5 separate regions of the Mus musculus genome follow, and all the other regions are linked to region 3. The links are chromatin contacts, called in public ChIA-PET, HiChIP or PLAC-seq and Micro-C maps. All regions are on one chromosome and are shown on one strand. The core of a region is the stretch at or near the end of the contact, and the rest is flanking DNA. Distances in the headings are between cores, read along the strand shown. Region 1 holds the start of Gstm1 (glutathione S-transferase, mu 1). Region 2 holds the start of Gnai3 (guanine nucleotide binding protein (G protein), alpha inhibiting 3). Region 3 holds the start of Celsr2 (cadherin, EGF LAG seven-pass G-type receptor 2). Region 4 holds the start of Gpsm2 (G-protein signalling modulator 2 (AGS3-like, C. elegans)). Region 5 overlaps Stxbp3 (syntaxin binding protein 3).

Region 1 (2,738 bases), core at 64-2,563, 400 kb after region 3:
CCACAGTGTGTGACAATCTGCTGAAGTGCCTCATTCATACTTGCAAAATATGTCCCTGTAGTTCCCACCAAACTGCTGCTAAAGCCCCAGTGACATGGTCACTTTTCGTGCATCCTCACCAAGACCTGCAGAACATGTGGTTTCTTTAATGTCCTAGGATGAGATGGCCTCTGCTTGCCCCCTGCAACCTCACTGCACAGCTCCTATGTGGGTGACATGATATGTTGCCTTCATACCCCGTAGTCCCAGTAAAGGATGATTTAATCCCAAAATGTACGTCCTGCAGAGCAACAGCCTTGGCCTTTGACTTGTAAACTCATTTTAGTCTCCCCTTCCATCAAGCCTCTTGGTTGTCTGCAAAAAAGAAAGTAAACAGGTAGGACAGTGTTCTTGGGAGGACATTGACCTTGTGAAGGTAATACTACAGGGCATATACTACTTGTGAAGGATATACTACTATATATCTCAGGGTAACCTGAAAGGTCATTTGAGCCACCCTGTCATATACAAACGCATGTCCGGAGCCTGGGCCAGGTCCTGCATTTAGGGACAGCTGAGGGTCTTGCTTTGGGCTCCCATGTGTACAGCATCCTGGTATCCCTTGAAAGCAAACTTCTTGGGTCACATGCTCTCCCTCTCTATGGCACAACCCAGCGTGGGCTCTTTTTCTCCCTTGTGCTCTGCTGGGTTTTGTCAGCTGACTGTTGTCCACAGCTGTGGCTTCCCTCAAACTTCCGGCCCCTCTGTGGTTGGTACTTGAATTTAGATTCATAAACACGGCCAAAATACAGATTAGTTTTTTAATAACTGATAACAGTTCTCAAACCCCCTAAAGGAAAATACGGAGCCCTGTTTATCTCTGCCTTGGGGTTGTTTCCATGTCACCGACTGTTCCTGTAACTTGAGGCTGTGTGCGCAAAAATCCGGTACCTGTCAGACTGACAGAGTTCTTTCCATGACGATAAGTGCTACATTAAACTCTCAGGTCGGGGGCTCTCGCCTTTTTGTCTTTAAGCTGAGAGTTGAGCCTCCCCAATGACAGATTCCCACAGTCTGGGTGTGAAAACCGAGCTCTGCAAAAGAAAGGAAGGCGGGAGAACACCCACCCAATGTTCTTTCGCTGTCTGGCCAGACTCCAGGCAAAGTGCTAGCTAGTCTAGGGAGCATCCAGCAGGCGGCGATGGCGGCAGTCGCTAAGAGGGTTTCGGGGGAAGCAGGAGAGCAGATTCTGTTTCAGCGTGTGCAAAACAGAATCCCGGGACAGAGGCCGCTAAGGATCTTAACCCCGCCTCTCCCGGAGAGGGTGTGGCCTCTGCCTTCCGCTTTAGGGTCTGCTGCTCTGGTTACAGACCTAGGAAGGGGAGTGCCTAATTGGGATTGGTGCAGGGTTGGGAGGGACCCGCTGTTTTGTCCTGCCCACGTTTCTCTAGTAGTCTGTATAAAGTCACAACTCCAAACACACAGGTCAGTCCTGCTGAAGCCAGTTTGAGAAGACCACAGCACCAGCACCATGCCTATGATACTGGGATACTGGAACGTCCGCGGAGTGAGAGAGGGGTCCACTTGGAGGGTGGGACTGGGATGTGAAGCAGAAAGTTCTTAAGAGCAGGAGCCCTTCCTACAGCGGGTACTCTTCAGCTCTCACTGGAATCTCCTGCCTGTAGCTCTCAGCGCTCAGTTTACGCACTTGGGTGGCTGTGTGTGTGTGCGTGCGCGCGCGCGTATGTGTGTGGTGTGCACATGCACGTGCGGGGTGACGGCGTTTGTGCAGTGTGGGAGGTCTCAACGGGTGAAGATGAAGTCATACAAAGAAGTCCCCACAATGTCTGACCTCTGTCTCTTCTGGTCATCTCTCCCAGCTGACACACCCGATCCGCATGCTCCTGGAATACACAGACTCAAGCTATGATGAGAAGAGATACACCATGGGTGACGGTAATGCCACCTTCCTGGTCAGACACCTGCTTCCCTCTTACCTATCAAACTATGCCTAGATTTCCCGTTATTTAGCCCTGCTGGTCTCCCTCTAGCTAAAGATAGAGGCTGCTGCTTCCAGAAACCTCTTTGAGAGTGCAGTTTGATTTTCCAATATAGATCATGGAGAATGGAGTTCCTTGGTCCATTTGTATTTATAATTCGACAGAATTCACTACTGGGGTCTTATTGGGTCCAGGCTGCCTTTATTATCAGTTGTTATTCAGACCCTTCTCCACATTGGAAAGTAACTCTCTGTAACAGGTTGCAGAGGCCCTGCCTTAGGGGTTCTTGCTACTGGTCGATAATCTGTAGAAGGGTGGGACAGTGGGGTAATGCCTTTTCACATCTTCTTGTTTACAGCTCCCGACTTTGACAGAAGCCAGTGGCTGAATGAGAAGTTCAAGCTGGGCCTGGACTTTCCCAATGTAGGTGCAGGGGAGGAGAGGTTTGGGGAAGACACGGTGATCTCACCTCATCTCCTGGCCTGGCTGAGGGTTTAGGATCAGTGTTTCTGCTCTCCTGCTCCATCCCTGCTGGCTGCACAGTGTTCTGTGATGGGCTGTGCCCCAGCTCTCTCATTCAGTGCACACTGTGCCCATGGAGGGCTTCCCATGGCAGGCACACTGTCAGGCCCTGTGTCTTCTCTCACCCAGAGAAAGGATTCAGGTACCCCATATCCCATCTGACCCTCCCTGCTTGTCCATCCAGCTGCCTTACTTGATCGATGGATCACACAAGATCACCCAGAGCAATGCCATCCT
Region 2 (2,886 bases), core at 67-2,566, 270 kb after region 3:
GAAACTAGACAGATGTACTTACTGTGTGGACGTGGGAAAGCGACTGAATTCCTCTGAGCCCATTTTCTCATTGGCGACAATGGGGATTAATATTACCTACCTCACAGGGTTGTTGTGAGGATTAAGAGATGAGACATGGAAGTGCCTACCTGGCAAAAAGGTACTCAATAATGTTGTGTTTCCCCCTTTCCTCTTGACCCTTTCCCCCCTAGAAGTGATCAGAAAGGAAAAGCAGTTTCTTTTGGAAATGAGTGGGAGACTTTCCAGACTTGGAATTGACAAGCATTATGGGTGACGTGGACGAGGTTAATCTAATTAGATGGTTCTAATTAATTAATTTTCACTATAGACCTTTCTCTTGGGAATTTGTAGCTTAAGTTACCTCCTACTAGAGAAATGTTTTAAATTCCAGGGAAATGTTTCAATGGCTGTAAAAAAATGCCCCTTCTTAAAACGGGTGTTGAGTCATTGTGGGTCTATTTAGTAGGGACTTTAGGATATTCTTCACAGAGCCAATATTCAGGAGATAGTAGAAAGACAACTTTTACCAAACTTCCCCCTTTCTGTGGCTATCACAGAGGAACTCTTGTTAGATTAGAGATTAGCTCGTTTATTTCTGGGTATGGAACTAAGTCCTCAGGTTTACCTGGAAGAAAGGGAAGCGTGGAAATATTATAAATGAATTACACCTAGTTTCATATTCTAATACTTACTACCTATTTTTCACTCTCTATTACTTGATGCGGTCGAGTGATCCTTTGCCAACATAGGAGTGCCAGGCATATGTACAGCTCACAGAAATCCATACGTTGTAGCAGAAGGACTAATATATACTTGGCATAATGGGTGTAGCCAGAGGAATGGGTGAACATCCAGGCTGGGCAGCTCAAGGATCAGACGGAGGGAACTTTGGCTGAAGTGCCCAACACGCGGCTCTGGACAGAGACCTGGGCTCCAAATCACAGATGAAAAGGAAAAAAGGTTTTTTTGTTTGTTTGTTTTCTGGAGAGGGAGGCTTTTCCCAACAGCAATTCCCAGAGGACTGTGAGCTCTCATTTGAGAATCTGATCCTCACCGCCAAACCTCCAGAGCACACCACGTGCTGGAAGTCCCGCTTTTTCTACACTTGGAATCCAAGTCCAGGAGCCGGAGAAGTAAAAGGGTATTAAGGCTGGGAGGTGCGGAGCGAAGGCTCGCCATCACTCCACGGGGACAGTCAGGTACCAGGGAACTTCCGCTCTCCGTACCACCTCCGCCTCCCACTGGCACAGCGCTCTAAGTAGTAACGGCCGCTGGGCGTCGCCGGAAGTGTCGTAAACAGCACACATCCGGTTCTTCCGGGAGCTAGGGGAGCTGACGGAGAAGGCCACCGCCCAGCAGAAGACCCGTCTCCGCCGGTGTGTGGCGATTCCCGCGGTGTGTGTGAGTGAGCCCGGGCCCGGTCCCCTCTCCCGCCGCCGCCATGGGCTGCACGTTGAGCGCCGAGGACAAGGCGGCGGTGGAGCGGAGCAAGATGATCGACCGCAACTTGCGGGAGGACGGGGAGAAAGCGGCCAAAGAAGTGAAGCTGCTGCTGCTCGGTGAGGGGCTGGGGGCGGAGCTGGAGCGCTGGAGCCGGAGAGCCCGGCCCCGGGAGCAGCCGGAGCTGATCGGGGTCTGGCCAAGGCCGGCAGAGAGGACCCCAAAGGGACAAGGAGGGGATGCCCAGCAATGGGGCGGGTACTGGGCTTGGCGACTGAGGCCCCGGAAGGCGTGGGGATTTCAGGTTGGAGAGGGTGTAACCCGGCTGGGATGGTACTTAGTAGAGTTGGGGAGTTTGGAGCCCCGAGACTGTGCTGGGAATCCGGGCACGGCTCTTAAAGGGAGGGACCGAAATTAGGGAGGGTTCACACTGGGCTGGAACGTGTTGAGGAGGATAGTGTATGGTGTCTGGTGGGGCCTGTCTAGGGTTTGTGTGAGTTTGATACTTGATGTCAGGATAAAGCTGGAAGGATTGAATGATTAAATAGCGAAGCTAGTACAGAGAGGGTCACATAAAGAACTTGCTCGCAAGTCTTTTTGTGCTGTTAGTGAGGTGGGTTGTCCAGGAACACCCAGGAGGCGGTTGAAATAAATGACAGGTTCTTAGGTATAAAAGAAAAGACCTTGGGTGCAGAGGCCACTAATACTTTTTTCAACTTTTTTTTAAAATCTCTCTCTCTCTCTTTTTTTTTTTTAAATTCTCTTGAGCTTCCGTGATTCCTTTTTTAAATTAAAGGGCTAGGGATGGTGTGAGCTGAGGAAATTGAAAGAATGCCATTTTTGAGGTTTGGGGTAGAGGACAGTGGGACCATGTGTGTCGGGAATAGTAGAGGATAACATATGGACTGGGGCAGATTTATTGTAGAGATTGTGATCTATTTGGGAGGGGTTGATTTTTTTTTTTAATTGGGTTTTTCAAAATAAAAGTATGTATTGGCTTTCAGACTACAAACACCGTGTTGTCTTATACTCAAGTGGGCTTTTTTATCTCTAGTCAGACATGTTTCAGTCAGGATAATTTCGTTTTAAACTTTGATAGGCCCAGTAAATCATATAAACTTCTCTCGCATTAGCTTACCAGTAAATCCAGCTGTATTCATTATTTATATCTTTGAGGAATCTGTTAGATGAGAATCATTACGAATAAGTCACAGGTTCTGGAAGCAGCAGAGCTTTTTAGATAAATACCGTCCCGAAAGGTCACTTTAGAGCACTAATTTCACTTTGTAGAGCTCCAGAGGACGGACACCACTGCCATAATCTTAGGCTGACTTCGTGCTTTAAGATGGGCTGGCTGCTTGCTTATATATTTTGGAAGCTCTGAGCGGCAGCTTGAATATAAAGAAAACGTTATGCAGTGGAGTT
Region 3 (2,734 bases), core at 71-2,570:
CACTTATGGGAAGATTCATCAGTTCTTCATACCCCTTCCAGAAGGTTCTGGGGTGGCATTCCATGAAGGGCTCAGTAGTCCTGTGCAATGGACAGGGCCATTTGCTAGTTACAAAGCCGCGGGTAGGAGGAGGACAGCAGTTGGACATTGATCTAGGAGGGAGGAGGGATAAAGAAAAAGGAACACGTCCTAAGGTCCAGGAAGCTTGGGCCCTCTGGAACCAACTCACCCTGGCCCTAGGAATCTGGTAGTGTTAGTGCTCTTGCTGCTTTGGACATTCTGGTTCACTTCCCCTGACCTGACATGTGGTACCCAAGATGTATCCCAAATGAGCTTAGGGGTCCTTTTGTCCAAGATATCCAAGTGAGAGCACGACTTCTGGTATCTGGGGGAGACTTTGTAGTGTCGAGCGAAGTCGAGCAAAGTCGTCTTTACTTCTGACCCGGGACCTGTAGGATGGGGCAGCAATGAGGGCTTTCAGGGATGGTAAGACTGGAAAGTTGTCTGTCTGTCTGTCTGTCTGTCTGTCTATATCCACCCACCTCCCACCCCCTGGTCACCTCCTGCAGACATTAAGACTGTTTTGAAAGAGCGCTAGCCATAGAATTTTACAAGAGTATCAATTCCCTGTGTGGCTTCTGATTGTTCATTCCTCTTTAAGCTGTAGAAGGGATCCAGAAATGGAAAGGAGCAAGTCTGATGTGCTGGGAAGAAAAATTCTACCAGAGGCGGGAATCTTACTTAGAGCCGCCATGCAGAAGAGGGCGCTGGGTGGGGCCCACCTCCTCGGCGCGTTGGGCGTCGCCGCTTTAAGACCGCGGCGGCGCGAGCAGGTCTATGGTAATGAGCCGCCGCCACCACCGCCGCTGCTCTGCAGAGCTCGCCCGCCCGCCCGGGAGGCGAGGGAACGCGGGTCTGGGCCCGGGACCCCGGCGACCGGTAGCTGCCGCGGCGGGGACGCAGGGCGCGAGCGGGTGGCGCAGGGCCATCGTTGGCAGCCGGGCCCGGGCCGGAGCGTGAGGCTCCGCAGACGCAGGTGGGCGACCTTACGCGGGCGGAGGGGACATTCTGGGGCTCGGGACCGGGGGACCCGGCAGAGCCAGAGATCCTCGCGGCCCGCGGGCGCAGGTAGAGAACGCTCAGAGCGCAGGTGGAAGCGCAGCGTGAACCCGCAGTGGTCGCGGCGACTCGGGAGCGGGCCCGGCTTCGAGAGTGGTGGGAGCCCGGCGCATCGTGGGCTAAGAGCGCGGCCCCGCCGAGCCATCTGGGTGCAGGCCCAGTGGGACGTACAGGTGGCCCCCGGGGACCCGCGCCCCGGCCCGGGCATGAGGCGCGGCGGGGCCGGCAGGAGCCGGAGGAAGAGCCGCCGCGGCTGTTGACCCGGCTGGCCGGGAACAGGGAGAGATGCGGAGCCGGGCTGCCAGCGCCCCCCTCCCAACGCCGCTGCTGCCGCTGCTACTGCTGTTGCTGCTGCTGCCACCGTCGCCACTACTGGGAGATCAAGTGGGGCCCTGTCGTTCTCTGGGATCCGGGGGACGCAGCTCCTCTGGGGCCTGCGCCCCCGTGGGCTGGCTCTGCCCAGCCTCTGCTTCGAACCTCTGGCTCTACACCAGCCGCTGCAGAGAATCGGGCATTGAGCTGACCGGCCACCTGGTGCCCCACCACGATGGCCTGAGGGTTTGGTGTCCAGAATCAGGGGCTCATATCCCTCTTCCGCCATCCTCTGAAGGCTGCCCCTGGAGCTGTCGTCTCCTGGGTATCGGAGGACACCTTTCTCCACAAGGCACGCTGACCCTGCCTGAAGAGCACCCTTGCTTAAAGGCCCCACGGCTCAGATGCCAGTCTTGCAAGCTGGCACAGGCCCCAGGGCTCAGGGCTGGGGAAGGCTCACCAGAGGAATCTCTGGGTGGGCGCAGGAAAAGGAATGTGAATACAGCTCCCCAGTTCCAGCCTCCCAGCTACCAGGCCACAGTGCCTGAGAACCAGCCTGCTGGTACCTCTGTTGCATCCTTAAGAGCCATTGATCCAGATGAGGGTGAGGCGGGTCGACTTGAGTACACCATGGATGCCCTCTTTGATAGCCGCTCCAATCATTTCTTCTCCTTGGACCCAATCACCGGTGTTGTCACCACAGCTGAGGAGCTGGATCGGGAGACCAAGAGCACCCACGTCTTCAGGGTCACTGCACAGGATCACGGTATGCCCCGACGGAGTGCCTTGGCCACGCTTACCATCTTGGTGACCGACACCAACGATCACGACCCTGTTTTTGAGCAGCAAGAGTACAAGGAGAGCCTCAGGGAGAACCTGGAGGTTGGCTATGAGGTGCTTACAGTCAGGGCCACCGACGGCGACGCCCCTCCCAATGCCAACATTCTGTACCGCCTGCTGGAGGGGGCCGGAGGCAGCCCCTCAGACGCCTTTGAGATCGATCCTCGCTCGGGGGTGATCCGAACCCGCGGCCCTGTAGACCGGGAGGAAGTGGAATCCTACAAGTTAACAGTGGAGGCGAGTGACCAGGGCCGGGACCCAGGCCCGCGGAGTTCCACAGCCATTGTTTTCCTGTCGGTGGAGGATGATAATGACAACGCCCCCCAGTTTAGCGAGAAGCGTTATGTGGTCCAGGTGCGGGAGGATGTGACCCCAGGAGCCCCAGTTCTCCGAGTCACCGCCTCCGATAGAGACAAGGGCAGCAATGCCCTAGTGCACTACAGCATCATGAGTGGCAATGCTC
Region 4 (2,930 bases), core at 252-2,751, 310 kb before region 3:
AAGATCTGGCATTAAAGGTATGTGAGACAATACCTGACTCTTGTTATTTTTTGTTTGTTTGTTTGTTTGTTTTTGTTTTGTTTTGTTTTTTGACCATTAAATGTCTTCAAGTAGAAGAATGGCACAATCTCATGGATGCATGCGTTTGGAAAGAAGATTTACAAAACAGTTCAACTGATTAGGAAGATAGACATTGCTGATAGCTGAGATAAAAAGTCCAATCTATGAGAGAAGGGGGCACAGGAAAGAAACGATTCGCTTTGGCTATGCAGAATTTAAAATACTTTTTATTGTGGTTTACTGTACCAATTCCCACAAAGAATTTATGAGTATGGAAGAATTATAATATCTACCTCTGAAATAGTACAACCAGCTAATTCAGCTTTTTATAAGAACTTGGTATTAAGGGTGCTCGCTGATAATAATAAGAGAACCACTTATTGAACAGCTTCGATGTGTCAGCAGCTGTGTTAACCATTTCATAAACTTTACCTCCTGAAGCATCATGACAGACCTTATTAGAGGAGGTCTCATTATCTGTGTTTTACAGCTGAGGAAGCTAAGGCTACAGAGGACAGACGCCTAACTGGTTCAAAATCAGTCAGTAGGAAGAGGCCCGAGCTGAAATTCAAACCCAGGTCTGGCTGGTGCTAACACTATCTCTATACAGTTTTCCATGACACACATATAGTGGTCACGGCCATCACCACAGAGATGCTGAAACTAGAATTTCTTTAACAGGTGCCCAATCCTGTAAAACATTAAAATTTCATCCCAGTGGAGAAATAGGCAGTGGCTATAGATAATGTAATGTAACCAACGTCATCAGCTTCACAGCAGAGACTCTAGTTTAAACATTTGATGAACAAGCTAAGATCTATTTTTTGGTGAACTTGATATGAAGGCATGAATAGAATGGGAATGCAAGCCGCCGGAGCGGATTAAATTCGCCATCTCTGCTTTTCCTGGGAACCAGCGATCCTGCAGTCAGAAGAAGTTTGCTTTCCCAACATCTGGAAACGCCAGAACTGTGTGTGACACTGCCTCAAGAACTGAGGCTCCTTGTTCAGACTTTCACACGGGACCCTCTGTTCCTTTCACACAGGCCTCTTTCTTTCTCACATCTGCCTCTTGGAAGACTTTCCCAGGGCGGGACTGAGCCTGCAGGGAAAGAGGCAGTGGACTGGGGCTCCTGGGTTCAAAGTCTGAACTAGACCCAGCTTGAACTCTGATGTTTATTGTCCCACTTTTCGCCATCTGAAGGAGAAATTCGAGGACAATAAGCTTCTAGTTGGCGGAGGATCTATCCGCAGCAGAGGAGAATCAAGCGCTACAGTCCGAGAGGCAAACCCCACACACAGATCTTTAGAAGGAGGGAGCCCTGGCTCGTCTAGCCCCGCCCTCCACCCGCCTAGCCCCGCCCCACCGGTGCCATTGGCCGGTCCAAAAAACGCGGGGCGTTGTCAGTTTGAATGGGCGAGCCTGGAGCTAGGCGCAGGCGCAGAGGAGTACAGGCGCTGAGGGAGCCTTGCTGGCGGTGAGACCCTCTGAGAGGCCAGGGGGAGGCCGAAGCTCTGGCCCACGTGACCTGCCGGGGGCGGGCGCCCGGGGCGCTCGCCAGCCTCCCGCGGTGCCCCTGCTTGGCTCGGCGTCGCCGCCGGGACCCGACTTGGGGAAGCGCCGCGGTTCCTAGTCTACGGCCAGAGGCGCTCATCCCTGCAGCGGTTCCTTGTTCTCAGGAGCCGCGGGCCGGAGGGAGGTGAGCGGAGCCTGAGGGGGTGACCCAGTGGGGTGTGTGGGGGCGTGGGGCGGGGGTCTCTGGACCACCGAGGCTCGACGGGCTCGGGTGACGCTGGGACCCGGGAGCTCCGTGGGGGGCTTCGCACCCGCACCATTTAGGCTGTTGTCCCCTAAGTGAGGGGAGACTGGGGATCGGGCTTCTGCAGACCTTGAAAATACTTGCTGGGATGCAGCGACTTCACGCGTTTTCCGAGCGTAACAGACGGTGGATACAAAGCCGAATCCCAGTGGATTCGAATCCCAGGCACGTCGCCGGCCCCGGGTCTCCACACCAGACACCTTTGTCAAGTCACATTTAAACTCCTGAACTTTTCGGATCCCAGACTTACTGGCAAGCGAAACTGATAGATCGTTGTAACCAGCTTTATAGCAAGCGTAACATGTTTGAGATCTTAGCCGGAAAGCTGTAAACTTAGTATCTTCAGATGAAAAGTGGAAAACGTAATTTCCTTGTATTTTAATGGTAAACAATTAGGTGGCTTTAACAAGTATCATTTGAACTCTGTTGAAACGAGTAATGATGGCAATGTTTATTTGCCTTAATGCATTATTTAAACGCCGGGTAGACTTAGAATAGGTAAGTTCTTGACTCTCCTCTCGGTGCTTTGTGTTGATTGGACTGCTGTGTGGTTTGTGTTGTAAGTTTTTGTCACCAGCGAAGCAGAATTTTCAGACTGCCTCTTTGGAAGGCTAAACTGAAGATTTTCCGGCTTGTTAGTAACCATCGTGATTGCTTCTGGTAAAGAGCACTTTTGCCTGGGGTTTCGACGTGCTAAGAGCAGAGATTCGTTCCGCCTAAGTTCAAAAGCGAAGGTTCCTGTCCTTTGACTTGAGGGCAGTGGGGGAGTTCAGGGATGCCCGGCCGGTTCTAGGCATTCATAGGCCCCTCTTGCAAACTATTTCTAACTTACAATTCGAGGATTGGACTGGTTATGAATTCAGAGACTGTGGAGTATTGTGGAAGCGTGTCCCACGGAAAAATAGTTTAGCTGAATTTTCAGTAGGTCAGACATACACTATTACAAGTATGTTTTGATGTAAACCTGAGATTTAATAGTAGGCTAGTTACAAAGGTAATGCACTATATATAGTGTGGCTCCCCACACCTCACCTCCTCTGTACTTGGGTTT
Region 5 (2,700 bases), core at 174-2,673, 380 kb before region 3:
CTTAATATTTATGCACCTTTAATGTTCATCAAGCTGTGTATAAAACAAATCCCTGAAATTTTCTTGATGGTGTTAATAATTTTCTTCCCTAGGATGCCATTGATAATAGATTAGATTCCAAAGAGTGGCCGTATTGTTCCCGGTGCCCAGCAGTGTGGAATGGCTCTGGAGCTGTGAGGTAAGCCTGTAAGGGGAAGCCACTGTGGTGGTTCGCTGGGATGCTATAGACCAATGGTTAGAATGCTGCTCAGCGCTCTCCTTGAACAAGGGCCCTTCCTGTGTGAAACATAGAGTAACATAAAAGGTAGTTTTTCTTCTATTGTAACCTAGTTAAATAAGTTCAGGAAGGCATACTTTATAATGCAGAATACTTTTATAAAATTGCATCACCTCCCACACAGCTTCTTTACAGCATAGTTGCTTCCTTCTCCCTCTGGTTTCTTCTTGTTTTTCTTTTCCTCTTTTCTTTTCTTTTCTCTTCTTTTCTTCTTCCTCTTCTCTCTCTCTCTCTCTCTCTTTCTTTCTGGAGGCAGGATCTCACTGTGTAGACAGCCAATCCTCTGAGTAACCACACCCAACTTGATTTAACCCTTTTGATAATTGTGTTAATTATTTTCAACTTCAGAGAGACTATGTTCTCGTGCATGCCCCTGCACTCAGAGCCCAGCTTAACAAATTAAATATAATCCAAGCTTTCTGGGTTTCAAGCTCTGAGGTTACTCTCCCTCTTTATCAGATCTGTCGTAGTTTAATCATTCTCTGCATGTCCCTACCTTTTCTGCCTGCCCTGTGTAATGTATTGAATTGTTCCTGTGTGTGGATGCACACATGACAGAGCATGTACGGAGGTCAGAAGACAACTTACAGGGAACAGTTCTCTCCCTCCCCCGAGCGGGCCCTGAACATTGAACTCAGGCGTGCAGCCACTCATGACCTATGTGGGGCTTTTTCTTGAGATTTGGCTTCTATCACATGGACTGTGCTATGTTGACACACAGGTCTCTCCTGTTTACTCTTCCTGGGGTTTGCTGTGTTGCCTGCATCTTCATCAGATAAACAGGGTTTGGGGTATTGTATTTCTGAGGTGTTTTGTTGTTTCTGGAGTCACTGGGGTTCTGTCTCTCCTCTCCCCTCCCCTCCCCTCCCTCCTCCCCTCCCCTCCCCTCCCTCCTCTCCTCCCCTCCCCTCTCCTCCCCTCCCCTCTCCTCCCCTTTCTCTTACCTGTTTATTGTAGTTCCTTCAAATGGCACAGCCGCTCGAGCTCATCTCTGACTCCATGTTTCATTGTGTGGCAGATTGGTTCTTGTAGTTTCCATTTCTGCTTTTGTTTTGTGGTTTGTGGTGCTGAAGGCAAAACCTAGGCAAGCACTGACTGCTGCTTCCTCACCAACTTTCCTATCGTTTCTGCTGAACCACAATCTTACATTCAGATAGATATAGATACATAGATATGATGTAGGTATAATCTGCTTTAAAGTCTTTGCTCAATCCAACCTCTACTTTTACAAAACTAAGTTTCTACCACACTGTTTCTTTCTATATCTACAACCTTTGATTGAAAACAGACCCTTTTAGCAACTCTGAGTTGCTTTCTGTGGTGAGTTTTCATGCTTAAGTCTGTTTCGTTTTCGATTTTTGAGACAGTTTCTCTGTGTAACCCTGGCTGTCCTAGAACTCACTCTGTAGATCAGGCTAGCTTTGAACTCAGAGATCTGCCTGCCTCTGTCGGCCTAGTGCTGGATATATGTAGGTTGGGGGAAGTATGTACATGTGTGTGCAGGTGTCCACAGAACCCAGAGATGTCTGGGTCCCCTGGGGTTGGAGTCACGGGTGTGAACCAGATCCTCTGCAAGAGCAATACTGACGCTCTAAGCCATCTCTCTAGCCCATCGTGGTAGCAATTTGTGTAGACTTAAACTGTTGGCTTTCTCTCTTGCTGTGAATGGCCACTTCAGTCTTTTGAGTTTTTCAGTTTTTCAGTTTGGCTTAGTGGTTGTTTGTGCCTGTGTAGTTGCAGTCAGCCAATTGTCTGGGCAGACATTGTCAGACACTTGAGGCATGTCCCTTCCATCCTCCACTGATCACTGAGGATTTAGGGATACACTGATCTTCCAGAGGACCCAGGTTCATCCCAGCACCCACAACCATCCGTAACTCCTGTCCCACAGGATCCAGCACCCTTCTCTGGCCTCCACAGGCCCTGCATGCACATGGTGCACAGCCTTACATGTAGGCAAAACACCCATACACAAAATAAAAATGTTTTAAAATTTTAAATATTAAAATAAAATGTTCGCTTTATAAATAAAAATACTAAGCCTAGACTGTGTGGTTTTTACTATACTTTTTGGAAATAAGGTTTTATATATGTCTCCTAGATCTAGCCTTGATCTTTTTCCTACTGTCTCACCACAAATAAAACTATGTGATCTATTCAAATTGAAATCTGAAAGGGGGGGGGGGTGTGCAGCCTTTGCCTAAATTACTGTAGGGAAAGCACCACGGTTAGATTGCTTCGTTATTGCTTCCAAAGGTGAGTTTGAGATGCACGCCGCGTGGCTTTGGGAGTGCTGACAGCATGTTTGCTTTGTGTTTTACTTTCTAGTGCTCGCCAGAAACCCAGAACTAACTACTTAGAGCTGGACCGGAAAAATGGGTCAAGGCTGATTATTTTTGTAATTGGAGGAATTACGTACTCTG

What was found. A called contact is a pair of places that touch in the nucleus more often than the background predicts. ChIA-PET counts read pairs in DNA pulled down with a chosen protein or histone mark. HiChIP or PLAC-seq counts read pairs in DNA pulled down with a chosen protein or histone mark.
Region 1: an HNF4G HiChIP or PLAC-seq map of pancreatic cancer cells shows a contact between it and region 3. The contact joins the promoter of Gstm1 here to the promoter of Celsr2 in region 3. A contact is called at or near these places in 1 of 115 datasets of contacts at active chromatin or transcription factors (pancreatic cancer cells) and 1 of 9 other capture datasets (adipose tissue).
Region 2: a contact with region 3 is called in an H3K4me3 HiChIP or PLAC-seq map of embryonic stem cells, with 11 read pairs. The contact joins the promoter of Gnai3 here to the promoter of Celsr2 in region 3. A contact is called at or near these places in 3 of 39 promoter capture datasets (embryonic stem cells and liver), 4 of 115 datasets of contacts at active chromatin or transcription factors (double positive thymocytes, effector CD8 T cells, embryonic stem cells and 1 more) and 3 of 9 other capture datasets (adipose tissue, liver and macrophages).
Region 4: a Micro-C map of embryonic stem cells shows a contact between it and region 3, with 2.7 times the contacts expected there. The contact joins the promoter of Gpsm2 here to the promoter of Celsr2 in region 3. A contact is called at or near these places in 2 of 484 Hi-C or Micro-C datasets (both in embryonic stem cells) and 2 of 115 datasets of contacts at active chromatin or transcription factors (memory CD8 T cells and pancreatic cancer cells).
Region 5: an RNA polymerase II ChIA-PET map of memory CD8 T cells shows a contact between it and region 3, with 11 read pairs. The contact joins the enhancer-like site here to the promoter of Celsr2 in region 3. A contact is called at or near these places in 3 of 39 promoter capture datasets (the C10 cell line, the HPC-7 cell line and embryonic stem cells), 2 of 115 datasets of contacts at active chromatin or transcription factors (memory CD8 T cells and pancreatic cancer cells) and 1 of 9 other capture datasets (pancreatic islet).

What each region holds. Positions count from the first base shown.
Region 1 is chr3:108,016,548-108,019,285 of GRCm38.p6, reverse strand. Gstm1 (glutathione S-transferase, mu 1) reads left to right here and starts at 1,313. Exons shown (of 8, transcript NM_010358.5): 1 at 1,313-1,546; 2 at 1,860-1,935; 3 at 2,338-2,402; 4 at 2,686-2,738. The coding sequence starts at 1,511.
Region 2 is chr3:108,144,582-108,147,467 of GRCm38.p6, reverse strand. Gnai3 (guanine nucleotide binding protein (G protein), alpha inhibiting 3) reads left to right here and starts at 1,316. Exons shown (of 9, transcript NM_010306.3): 1 at 1,316-1,580. The coding sequence starts at 1,463.
Region 3 is chr3:108,414,165-108,416,898 of GRCm38.p6, reverse strand. It overlaps Celsr2 (cadherin, EGF LAG seven-pass G-type receptor 2), which reads left to right and starts at 1,320. Exons shown (of 34, transcript NM_017392.4): 1 at 1,320-2,734. The coding sequence starts at 1,405. It overlaps Gm52630 (a long non-coding RNA gene), which reads right to left and starts at 878. Exons shown (of 3, transcript XR_003954680.1): 1 at 742-878; 2 at 230-449; 3 at 1-80.
Region 4 is chr3:108,720,870-108,723,799 of GRCm38.p6, reverse strand. Gpsm2 (G-protein signalling modulator 2 (AGS3-like, C. elegans)) reads left to right here and starts at 1,501. Exons shown (of 15, transcript NM_029522.2): 1 at 1,501-1,759.
Region 5 is chr3:108,794,859-108,797,558 of GRCm38.p6, reverse strand. It overlaps Stxbp3 (syntaxin binding protein 3), which reads left to right. Exons shown (of 19, transcript NM_011504.1): 17 at 93-178; 18 at 2,606-2,700. Among named protein-coding and RNA genes, the nearest start is that of Stxbp3, 44 kb to the left of the region's middle. Within about 2 kb of position 1,423, at least 80 of the 459 cell types and tissues checked have an H3K27ac peak or open chromatin away from gene starts, as enhancers often do. A contact at or near this core is called in memory CD8 T cells, where this site is marked.